Linked DNA regions of Mus musculus: region 2 is linked to region 1. The links are chromatin contacts, called in public HiChIP or PLAC-seq maps. All regions are on one chromosome and are shown on one strand. Each heading gives the region's core, a stretch centred on a gene start, on an enhancer-like site or on the middle of the called end of the contact. The rest is flanking DNA. Distances are from core to core; before and after follow the strand shown.

What was found. HiChIP or PLAC-seq counts read pairs in DNA pulled down with a chosen protein or histone mark.
Region 2: a contact with region 1 is called in a FOXA1 HiChIP or PLAC-seq map of pancreatic cancer cells. The contact joins two enhancer-like sites. A contact is called at or near these places in 2 of 39 promoter capture datasets (the HPC-7 cell line and pre-B cells), 3 of 484 Hi-C or Micro-C datasets (the 3T3-L1 cell line and liver), 2 of 115 datasets of contacts at active chromatin or transcription factors (embryonic basal ganglia and pancreatic cancer cells) and 3 of 9 other capture datasets (adipose tissue, embryonic stem cells and liver).

Annotation. Positions count from the first base shown.
Region 1 is chr6:118,148,528-118,154,534 of GRCm38.p6, reverse strand. It overlaps Ret (ret proto-oncogene), which reads left to right. Exons shown (of 19, transcript NM_001080780.1): 19 at 1-2,787. Among named protein-coding and RNA genes, the nearest start is that of Csgalnact2, 12 kb to the right of the region's middle. Within about 2 kb of position 3,509, at least 22 of the 459 cell types and tissues checked have an H3K27ac peak or open chromatin away from gene starts, as enhancers often do. A contact at or near this core is called in pancreatic cancer cells, where this site is marked.
Region 2 is chr6:118,365,383-118,371,389 of GRCm38.p6, reverse strand. No RefSeq gene overlaps it. Among named protein-coding and RNA genes, the nearest start is that of Bms1, 51 kb to the left of the region's middle. Within about 2 kb of position 3,684, at least 32 of the 459 cell types and tissues checked have an H3K27ac peak or open chromatin away from gene starts, as enhancers often do. A contact at or near this core is called in pancreatic cancer cells, where this site is marked.

The DNA.
Region 1 (6,007 bases), core at 2,260-4,759:
TTTTGAAGTCTTGCAGTTTCAAGCTAAGGTAGGTTCTTTCCTGCATGCTTCCTGAGTCACAGGTCCTCACTACCTGCCTTGTGCCTACAGTGCTGCGGGGGCAGCCTGTGTGTGCCCCCTGTGGGAAAGGAAGTCTTCCTCCTCCGTGTTAGCAGGGATGACAGGTGAACAGCCCCTAGAGGGTTCCCACTACAGGAAGCCATATAGTCCAGCCATTCGCTGATGCTTTACACTGTCCTGGGAAAACAGTTGAGCATTTCACCAGATCTGTTTCAGATTTGAGACTCTAAACTCATAGGCTTTGAGATTTGGTAGCCTCTGCTAAATTACCTGTACCAGGAGCATGTAAGGTTGCCCCATGTAGAACAGTGTTTTGGAAACCTGGGATGCAAAACCATTAATGGAATTGGCACGGAAAGCGCAAGTTGGTTTAACCATCAAAGGGAGTTTTGCCAAGGCCTTACTGTCTGCACATGAAGTTTGAGTTCTTCAGTGCAGAACAAATTATCTGTTTTCATTTTTAGGCATGTCAGACCCGAACTGGCCTGGAGAGAGTCCTGTACCACTCACGAGAGCCGATGGCACTAGCACTGGGTTCCCAAGATATGCAAATGATAGTGTATATGCTAACTGGATGGTTTCACCCTCAGCGGCAAAATTAATGGACACATTTGATAGCTAACATTCCTTTGTGAACGGTAATGGACTCCCAAGGGGGAAGAAACATGCCAAGAGCATCAAGTCCACCGGCCCCTTTGTGCACATCATACTGGCCAAGACCAGCCTTAGGTGGCAGACTTGTTTTCTGTAGTTTGTTTTAGCTGGTTTCCAAATGGTTTTACTTCAAATAGCTGGTGGTCCTCCCTCCTGGTGGTCTGCCCTCCTAGCACACCTGCCCCATTGGGTGGGTGCTCTGAGTCTCTGGTTAGATCCCCTTTCCCTTTAGCATTGGGTAGCACCTCTGTTGGTCTGCTCATCACTAGCCACCACGAGCTCTGTGTCCACATGTGTGGGGTCTGCCATTCATGACTTGGATGAGAAATTGTACCTGAACTGTCTGATTTTCCTGGCTGATAAAAAACCTACCACGTCCCCCCAAAAATGTTTTAACATGAAGCACACATACAAACAACATTGATTGAAAAACCTGGCCAGAACGACCTGTCCTTGTCTAGAATGAAAGCCTAGCATAGGACTGGGTAGTTGCATCCACCCGGGTCCACTAGGGCTGGAGGGGAGAAGGGAGCCTCCGGGCTGTCCTCGGCTCAATATATGACATCCTGAATATAGATTTTTGGGTTTTTTAGCCATGTAGCCTTTTCTTAGGAAAATGTTTTGTTTCTGTCATGGTTAAATGGCTCTTAGAATTAGCACAATGGAGAGATTTGGTGTTGCCTTTGCTATATACAAGGCAACTGGAAAGAAGTGACCCCACATGACCTAGTCCCCCTGTTGAGCCCTCGGCAACATTCACGCTGCGTGACTCCGACTCACTGACCAGAACAGGGTGAAGAAGCGGGGCATTTGGAGTAGAGTTGCCTTCAGGTCCAGTATTGCTGTCATCAGAGGCCTTGAGCCACAAATTCTGCACCCCCAGCAAGCCAGTCTGCAGTACACCCTACCCACCAAAGAGTGTGCCCACCCTCTGCTTGGGGACAGGTGGGTCTGTCTTGTTTTAATCCCTGGCTTGCCAGCTCATGCCCAAAGGGAAGGACAGTTCATCTAGTTGCATTAGATGTTTCCCTGACACTGACTGAGGTGAGAGAACAAGGTTTTGGCTCTTATAGAGCTTGTGTGAAAGGCACATGGGTCAGCTCTTCCGGCCGTCCTTTATGCTGCTATGGTACGTGTTTTGGTCTCTGTTCTAACCACGACTCACGTGTAAGGTTCTTGTCTTTCTATATGGGCAGTTGTAGCCACAGACACTCAGCACTCCTCTAGGGCTTTAGGGGTGGCTCTTGGAAGTTTCTTTGGCTGTCTGTGGACTGTCACTTCCCATGAAAAGGTCACATTACCAAAACACTGCCTGGTCTTCAGACTTGAAGCACTGTGATAGGACTTTAAATAGTCATAATAAAATACTATATCTTTATGGGCATTTCACAAACACAGTAAAATTGTGACATTTTATGTGGCTGAGAATGCTCAGATAAGTATACCAGATAGAGCCTTATGGAGTGTGTGTGATATTTGTGTGCACACATAGCCAGACAGACAGGAAGATGAAAAATGCTTATTTTAACATATAATATGGCTTTAGTTTTGGGCCATTTTTTTTTCAGATACACTGTGATAAGGTTTTTTATATAAATATCTCTAGTCATGGGACCCATTTTGTTTTTTCAGATGTGTTTAATGGTAGTTTTATTAAGTGCAAAAATACGGATGAATTCAAATTATTCAACATGCCTACACGGTAAGTGTGACTTGCTAGGGCAAGTTAGCTCTCAAGGGCTGAGCTCCAAGTCTAAATAGCTGGCCCATTTGTGAGGAATTAACACTTGACTAATAACCATTGTCTGTCTGTTCCTGAGATATAAAAGCACCCATACTTGTTAAAGTACCTATACTTGTTAGCACTATCAGACAGATTTTTCATCTACATATATGCAGAAGTTACCCCTTATTAAATATTACTGAGTATTAAGTAGCTATCTGTCAGCCACTAAATTTGTAAGATCTATTTAAGAAAGGCCATTAAACCATACCGTGTTGACTTGTTTTTGTAATCAAGGTGACTAAGGAAATAATTTCAGTTGTGTAAATAAAATAAATCATAAAATGTGTCAACTTTTTCTCTCGTTTTAACTTCCTGGTGCAAAAAACCTCAGCTTGCTCATTTCAAAGTTTCTACACATAACTAAAATGTCACAGCGAATCTGTTGTAATTGTGGGAGAGCAATAATGACGAGGGAGCAATGGCTCTTGGTGGTGTCACTGGTGGGTGTCTTGTACAACAACATTCAAGTGATAAGTCAACTAACCCTGTGACTCTAGGATTTCCTCCCTGCAATTGGAGACATCCCCCTTGCAGGTGACCTTCCTTAGAACAAATAGTGGCCAGTGTCGATATCCACTGGTCTCTGGAACTCTTAGCTGTTAATTTCCTGAAACATCAGTAATCTCTCAGTTACTAAAACTTAAAAAGTGCATAGTTGTGAGTGAACATCGCAGAAGGTGGAGAGAAACCGTCGTCAGCCACTTACAAAGTGTAACATACCAGCTACTTAGTTCATTCTAGCCTCCGTCCAGGGCAGTGACAAACGTGAGTTTTTAATACCAGTCCGGTCTGTGACCACAGTGTGTGTTGAGTGCAAAGAGCCTGAGTCACTTCCAGCAACTGCCTCGCCCCTGGAGCCAAACTAGGCCATCCTGACAACCTTTGATTCCTACTACTTGAGTCTGGACCACAAAAGCTGGAAGGAAATACATGCTGAAGCTTCAGAGGTACCTCGGGGCAGGCTTTTACAGAAGCATACTGGAAACATACTGTTTCAGCAGCATAAACTCCAGAGGGTCATGTGTCTCTGTGTCTTGTTACTTGTTACTTCCCCCCTTAAGAAAGAAATACCAACTCCTATGAAAGATTCCTTCCTCTCATGTCCTGCCATGTGGCCAGTTTATTTGGGTGGAGAACTAAGTAGATCCAAGAACATACCCTAGATAAATGCTTCCTAAATAAAGGAGAAGCATACTTCCCAGTGTATAAAGTAACCATTTCTCCCTAGGCATGCAGAGTGGAGGGCAGCCATCCCTCTCCTTTAAGCATGTTCAAATAGCACAGTCAGCTTCCTCTGCCTGTAGAGGGCTGGGCAGGAAGAGCAGGGATTCTGCGCAGATTGGCCACCCTGGCCTCTACTGCCAGCCAATACAGAAGATCTTTAATTGCAGCACCTTAGCTGAACTCCATGGCTTCCCACTTCACTGGGGATTCACAGGATGGAACGTCTTGGGTAAGCTCATGAGAAACCATATTTTGTGTATAGAGAGTGGTTAATTGGGCACATTACCATACCCTGTAGCAAAGCCATGAACCTCTTGAAGATAGGCCTCGTTCACTCCCAGTGCTTGAGAAACATGTTGAACGTTAAAAAAAATCACAAGTTTATTATTGTGACAATGGCATTGTGTGTTGTGACAAGTGACAAAGTGTTTCTCCAGCTACGGGGACGTTAAATTGCAAGACCTGGCTATTGAGACATCTCAGCTGAAGCTCAGGCATGGGAGACTTTGACAGGGACACCTCTCAGTTTGGTGGCACTGCAAGGAATGGGGTCAGGCAGTAAAGACTTGGAGCCCACATCCTGAGACCATTCTAGCCACTATGACTTTACCATCTCTGTTCTGTACTAGGATACCTGTGTCAGATGACACAGTAATGCAAGTTAAAAATAAGTGTTGCTAAGAAAGGTAAGGGTGCATTCTACAGCTTAAATATAATAGCCAGTTTTCAGTTTGGGGAAGAAACATTTTTGATATTTCATAATGAAGATATCTTGAAAATGGTCAGCTTCACCAATAAAAAGCTTAAGGTCCTTTTAAGTGTCTGTCTCATCTTTGTCATGCTTATACTTTCGTGGCTTTAGGAGCGTGCAGTCCCTGTTTAGGTCATACTTAAGGCTGCTTACACTACCTGAAGCCAGAGGATTGTTGTTGATGGATGGCACCTGTATCATAGCCCTGTTGTGAGGCCTCCATTCCCGTCCAGGCATGGCTTTCAGCTATCTTGGGTCTCCCTTGAAAGGTTTCAGGGACTTGGGAGTTTTCCGGTGACTCAGGCTATGGGGCCTGGTAGACTGACATTCTTGAATTCCTGAAAACCGTAGAGTCAAGGATCAGACCTGATGATACAGGAGCCTAAGGCAGGAAGGTCACCACTACAGTGTGTGACCCTCCATCAAAAAAAAAAAAAAAAAAAAAAGACGTGACTTTAAGGATGGAAGAATTATGACTTTTTGGAAAGTACGCAGAGAAGGAAGTATTATAGCAGAGTGCAATTTTAAAGGCATATGATAGGACTTGCCTGCATTGTGGCTGCCTGTTACTTGCAAAGGGTAGTTCTTAACTGCTAAGGGGAGAAGACACCAACCTTTTGAGGGGCTTGCAAGTTGTGCAGAAAGCTTCAGGGCTCCAGCTTCCATGGCTTGGTACCCATGCTGGAGTGCGCTTTCCCTAATGCAGCTGCCTGTGGGTCACCCAAAGAAATTCATGGGTTCCCCAAGTCCAACTTTGGTGTTCTCACTAATGTCTGTTACTGGTTCGCTATGTAGGAGGTATAGTCGTTTGTTCGTGTTTCCTAGGAATAGTGTCACACAACAGATAGGAGTGAATTTGTCTGAACCTGTGAGGTATTTCAAGGAGAAATGAAGCTAACATCTGTCTGAAATCATGTGGTACTACCATGCCACTCTCTTGGGGGCACCTGAGATTAGGAAAAAAACAGTCCCCATTCCCCCTCTTCAGAGGCAGAGGCTAAACATATGTTCTATAATGCCTTCTTGACGCTTACCAGAGGTCATCCTTTCCAGAGATACTTGGTTTTAGACATAGCTTTAGGTAAGCCTCCTGTTTAGCAAAATAGTTTGCTGTAGCAGTTCTTCTCTTCTCTTCTCTTCTCTTCTCTTCTCTTCTCTTCTCTTCTCTTCTCTTCTCTTCTCTTCTCTTCTCTTCTCTTCTCGCTTCAATATAATCCCTTTTGGTGGAGTCATCCTCCTATGGGACAGGCCTATCTCTGGGAAATAGAAGTATAAAAACTACTTAACGTGCTGGCCATTTTGGTGGCAATCTTAAGTCAAAACAAACTCATAAATGTCCAAAGCCATTTGCACAAATAAATAAACAAACAAATCATGTCTTGTTTCTGTGTTTGTTCCCTGTTTGACAAGCTGTGCTAGCTGCCATATAGACTGATAGGTGTTTCAGGTAGAGATCTATATTCTATAAGAGAGCTTAAATTGGTACAATATAGCCTACTGGGTAACTTCTAACATCAGTGTTGATACGTGGT
Region 2 (6,007 bases), core at 2,435-4,934, 220 kb before region 1:
GTACATATTGTGTGAGTTCCTTTGTGAATGTGTTACCTCACTCAGGATGATGCCCTCCAGGTCCATCCATTTGGCTAGGAATTTCATAAATTCATTCTTTTTAATAGCTGAGTAGTACTCCATTGTGTAGATGTACCACATTTTCTGTATCCATTCCTCTGTTGAGGGGCATCTGGGTTCCTTCCAGCTTCTGGCTATTATAAATAAGGCTGCTATGAACATAGTGGAGCATGTGTCCTTCTTACCAGTTGGGGCATCTTCTGGATATATGCCCAGGAGAGGTATTGCTGGATCCTCCGGTAGTACTATATCCAGTTTTCTGAGGAACCGCCAGACTGATTTCCAGAGTGGTTGTACAAGCCTGCAATCCCACCAACAATGGAGGAGTGTTCCTCTTTCTCCACATCCACGCCAGCATCTGCTGTCACCTGAATTTTTGATCTTAGCCATTCTGACTGGTGAGAGGTGGAATCTCAGGGTTGTTTTGATTTGCATTTCCCTGATGATTAAGGATGTTGAACATTTTTTCAGGTGCTTCTCTGCCATTCGGTATTCCTCAGGTGAGAATTCTTTGTTCAGTTCTGAGCTCCATGTTTTAATGGGGTTATTTGATTTTCTGAAGTCCACCTTCTTGAGTTCTTTATATATGTTGGATATTAGTCCCCTATCTGATTTAGGATAGGTAAAGATCCTTTCCCAATCTGTTGGTGGTCTTTTTGTCTTATTGACAGTGTCTTTTGCCTTGCAGAAACTTTGGAGTTTCATTAGGTCCCATTTGTCAATTCTCGATCTTACAGCACAAGCCATTGCTGTTCTGTTCAGGAATTTTTCCCCTGTGCCCATATCTTCAAGGCTTTTCCCCACTTTCTCCTCTATAAGTTTCAGTGTCTCTGGTTTTATGTGAAGTTCCTTGATCCACTTAGATTTGACCTTAGTACAAGGAGATAAGTATGGATCAATTCGCATTCTTCTACACGATAACAACCAGTTGTGCCAGCACCAATTGTTGAAAATGCTGTCTTTCTTCCACTGGATGGTTTTAGCTCCCTTGTCGAAGATCAAGTGACCATAGGTGTGTGGGTTCATTTCTGGGTCTTCAATTCTATTCCATTGGTCTACTTATCTGTCTCTATACCAGTACCATGCAGTTTTTATCACAATTGCTCTGTAGTAAAGCTTTAGGTCAGGCATGGTGATTCCACCAGAGGTTCTTTTATCCTTGAGAAGAGTTTTTGCTATCCTAGGTTTTTTGTTATTCCAGATGAATTTGCAAATTGCTCCTTCTAATTCCTTGAAGAATTGTGTTGGAATTTTGATGGGGATTGCATTGAATCTGTAGATTGCTTTTGGCAAGATAGCCATTTTTACAATGTTGATCCTGCCAATCCATGAGCATGGGAGATCTTTCCATGTTCTGAGATCTTCTTTAATTTCTTTCTTCAGAGACTTGAAGTTTTTATCATACAGATCTTTCACTTCCTTAGTTAGAGTCACGCCGAGATATTTTATATTATTTGTGACTATTGAAAAGGGTGTTGTTTCCCTAATTTCTTTCTCAGCCTGTTTATTCTTTGTGTAGAGAAAGGCCATTGACTTGTTTGAGTTAATTTTATATCCAGCTACTTCACCGAAGCTGTTGATCAGGTTTAGGAGTTCTCTGGTGGAATTTTTAGGGTCACTTATATATACTATCATATCATCTGCAAAAAGTGATATTTTGAGTTCCTCTTTTCCAATTTGTATCCCCTTGATCTCCTTTTGTTGTCGAATTGGTCTGGCTAATACTTCAAGTACTATGTTGAAAAGGTAGGGAGAAAGTGGGCAGCCTTGTCTAGTCCCTGATTTTAGTGGGATTGCTTCCAGCTTCTCTCCATTTACTTTGATGTTGGCTACTGGTTTGCTGTAGACTGCTTTTATTATGTTTAGGTATGGGCCTTGAATTCCTGATCTTTCCAAAACTTTTCCTCTCTTGATAGTTATGAATCCTATCTTCCTCTGCCTGTCCACTCAGGGCTCTGTGAGCCAGGAATTCGTGGTGCTGGGCCTGGTGGCTAGGTCCAAGGGTAAAGTCCTCTTGGTCCTTAATGGAGCAAATATGGAGGTGTCCCATCTCAGCAATTAATGTGGTCAATGCAGGTGATACCAAGCCTGAAGTGTAATAACAAGGTGACTGACTGCGCCATTGGTACTAGACAGAGTGGTACTTGGGTTCACCAGCATTCTGAACGTGTCTGTGAGGACTTCCAGCAAGGTTCCCACAATCTGTTTGGGACCTCCCTAGAAAAGAAGGGCAGAGGAAAGGGAATTCTCTCCCATCCTGCCTATTTGGACCCCAGCAGGGCTCTTCTGCCCAGAGACTGAGATGTAAAACGTCAGCTGAACCCGCATTCCCTGCTGTCATAGATCTACAGCTTGCAGACTATCAGCTGTGGGTCTTTTCTGCCTCTACCACCACATGAGAAATTCCCATAATACAAATTTTAATGCCTGCCCACATCTCCTATTGGCTCTGTTCCTCTGGGGAACTCTGACTAGCACATCTGAGAAACACTGTTCAGCCCAGGAGAAAGCAAAACAGAAGAAGGCCTTGATGTCTTTGGACCAGAGTAAGAAATCTGTGGGTGCACTCATCCCTCCTCTTTGTTTGTCCCACAAATGCTGACCACCAGGTTTAGTGCAGGCTAGCCCATGTTGGCCTTCCTGGGTGCATGCTCTTGGGAGAGGCAGGTAGTGGTAGCAGGCAGATGAGAACATAGAGGTTAACAGGACTATGGCTTGGGGGCTGAGGATGGCCACCTATTACCTGGGTTGCCTGGGCAAGACCCTGGCCATATTGACTCCACCAACCTTGCTTCCCTTGGCTCAGCAAGTCCACAGAACAAAAGAGGTCTACAGAGGTAGCCATCCTTGCCGGAAGGCCCCTGCAGACAGGGTGGCTAGCTCTGCTGGACAGACACTGCATCTCGGGTTTGTTTTTATCTTTTATGAGGCTATGGAAGCCAGGATTGCAGCCCCTGCTCATTGCAGCGTCTGGGCTCTTGCCCAGGGACTCTAAGGTCCACAGTGTAACCTGCTCCTGGCTGCTTTACTTGAGTGCCTCTCCTCCTCTCCACATGAGAACACCAGCTTCTCTCTGATGGGTCTGCCTTCTCTTTTTACTTCCTGTATGTGTAACATCTTTGTGGACTGGCTGGCATGTCTTGGTGAGGCGATCTTGGCCTCAGCCAGTGAGTCTGACTGTGCCCTACTGTCACCTGGGTGGCACTGTGTGGCTTCTTGCCCAAAGAACTCATGGTCATCTCTGAGTTCCCATGAGGCTCACTGACTGAGCAAGCCTTCCTTTATTCTCCAAACTGACACCTACAGTTTGGCTGTGGAAGGCAGCCCCTTCCGTGGAGCTCTTATGTGGGCTAAGTTGATAGCTGGTGGCTGAAAGGCTGGCTGCTGGGTCTACAGTTAGGGTATGCGCTTACGTCCTGCATAAGTGACAGGCTCTTGTTCTGAATGTAACTTGTCATCAGCATGGCTAAGGGAAGGGCAGAGGACAAGTTCCCTTGGATGGACACCTTGGTCTGACCGTGTACAGAGATGAGAGTTCTCCCTCACACCTACGGTGGCCTTAGCTCACCTCCTGGAGCGAGTCACCAAGTGCTGTGTGTTCCCTAGAGAGGCAGGCGGCCTGTTGTCCTTGGTGTGTGCATCATATATGATTCATACAGGCTGTCTGGACGCCTCTGAGTCAGACACCCATCATACTCAGGGACTCGGCTCTTCCCAGCTTTTCTCCTGTCCTTACTTCTCCCTTGGGTCTGTGGGTCGGTTGACATTGGTATCTCTCTAAGATTCTTTTCATGGTCCCCCTGGATCAAGAAAGGAACAGTTTATGGTTGGAAACACAGCAAGTCCACCCCTCATGCTTCCTAGAAATCCGAGTGCAGATCTTTCTCGAATATGAGAACCAACTGGGCAAGAGATATCGCTATCAGCTGATCAGGAAACACAACCATCAACCCCACAGTCCCTCCGACAGTAGGAGACAAGCTTACTGCAGTGGTGACATAGAAAGTACAGAGAACATTTTGGGAAGGCTAAACAGGCTCTCTAAGTGAGACTTGGAATGGGTGGGTCATCTGTGAGGGCAAATTGGGCTACTCATGCTGGGAAGACAACAATGTATACTAACTTGCCCCTCTATTGGGACTACTCTCGTTTCAGTATTGAAAGTTCCATGATGAACCCTGGACTTCATGGGTGGTTGGTTCCCTGTGTGGACAATGGGATCTAACATAAGAAGAGAAGCCATGGTACAGGCGGTGCTCAGATGGTGACACGCATGTCCATACCTGATGGTGTGGACCAACATGGAAAAATTTGAGTGCTTTGGGCAAGATCATGCTTCAAGAAGCTTCTGAGCCAGGCAATGGTGGTGCACGCCTTTAATCCCAGCACTCGGGAGCAGAGGCAGGTGGATTTCTGAGTTCGAGGCCAGCCTGGTCTACAGAGTGAGTTCCAGGACAGCCAGGGCTACACAGAGAAACCCTGTCTCGAAAAAAACAAATATATATATATATGTATGTATGTATGTGTGTGTGTGTGTGTGTGTGTGTGTGTGTATGTATGTATGTATGTATGTATGTATGTATGTATGTATATCTTCTTGAAAGCAGGGGAAAGGGAGGAAGATCCCTGGAGGCTGAGGGACATTGAGTCCATCCAAGAACATCTGTGCTATGCAAGTTGGATCTGGAGGCAAGTAGGTTTTAGGGAACTGGTAGGGGGAGCCCCTGTATTCCAGGGAGCTGACTAGCTATGTCTGAGATTTTGATGAACGAAGGGGACTGCATCTGGATAAGATTGAAATACACAAGCCCCAGGCTTGCAGACACAGGATCAATATGTGCCAGCGAGTTGGTCAGCAAATGTTATGAGTCAGCTGGGAGTACTTAGGGCAAGAAGGGCCACGGCTGCTACAGAGAGGGGTTGACAGGAGAACCAGAGGCTCCCTGGGGAATTGGAGCAGGGGGAACACAGCCACTGTGGGGACTGAGGGTGGCAGCAGCCTGTAATCTAAGCACTCAAGAGGCAGAAATAGATGATTCCAGAGCAACCAGGCTAGCTAGACCAGCTAGAATCAATGCACTCTGCATTCTGCTAGGAACCATGCCTTAGTAAATAAAATGGAGGGCAACTGAGGAAAACACCAGATGTCAACCTTAGACTGCTACATATGCACACATATGCCAGGCATCCTACACACACATGTACCCACACTCATGAACAGACATACACACATATGTGAGACAGCACAGCTCACACATGTACCCAAAAGAAAAAAAAAACAGCCCCATTTGAAAAAAATGGAACACACCAAGCTCCAAAGAGTGCTCTGGTCAGTGAGTCAGCTCTGGGCAGGGCTTGTCCAGGGGCAGGGATAGGAGGTGTGTGTCAATCTCAGGCTCTGTGCAGAGGCTGGCTGCTGCAATAGAAGGACAGGAGGCTAGACCAGGGAGGAACTTGGGACTAAGAGAAACTTCTCTTGACCTTCCTCCTCCTCCTCATTGTTTTCAGGAAGAAGACATTTAAGCAATTATGTGCCAGAGATGGGAGTAGAGAGGAAAAAGAAGTGAGGGGGTCAGGTGGGAGGGTCTTTTAGCTCATGGGAGAGTGGTGGACCAACAGATGCTTACTGCCTCCCCATGATGTAAGAGACTGTATGTGTAAGCATGTGTATGCATGTAAGCTGTGCAAATGCATGTGAGTTTGTGGGTGTGAGTACCAATTCATGTGTGTGGATATATGTGAATATCTCTTTGTGTGCATTTAAGTATGGCTATGTGTATAAATGTATATATGTGTGTGTATGTATGTATGTATTATGTATGCATGAGAGTATATGAATGGGTGAGGCTTCAGGGAAAAGGGCAAGAACAAGGTGCCAGAGAGTGAATGTCCCTAGAGAGTGGATATTGAGCAGAGGTTAGGGATCATGTCGGGGTCAGAAGACTAG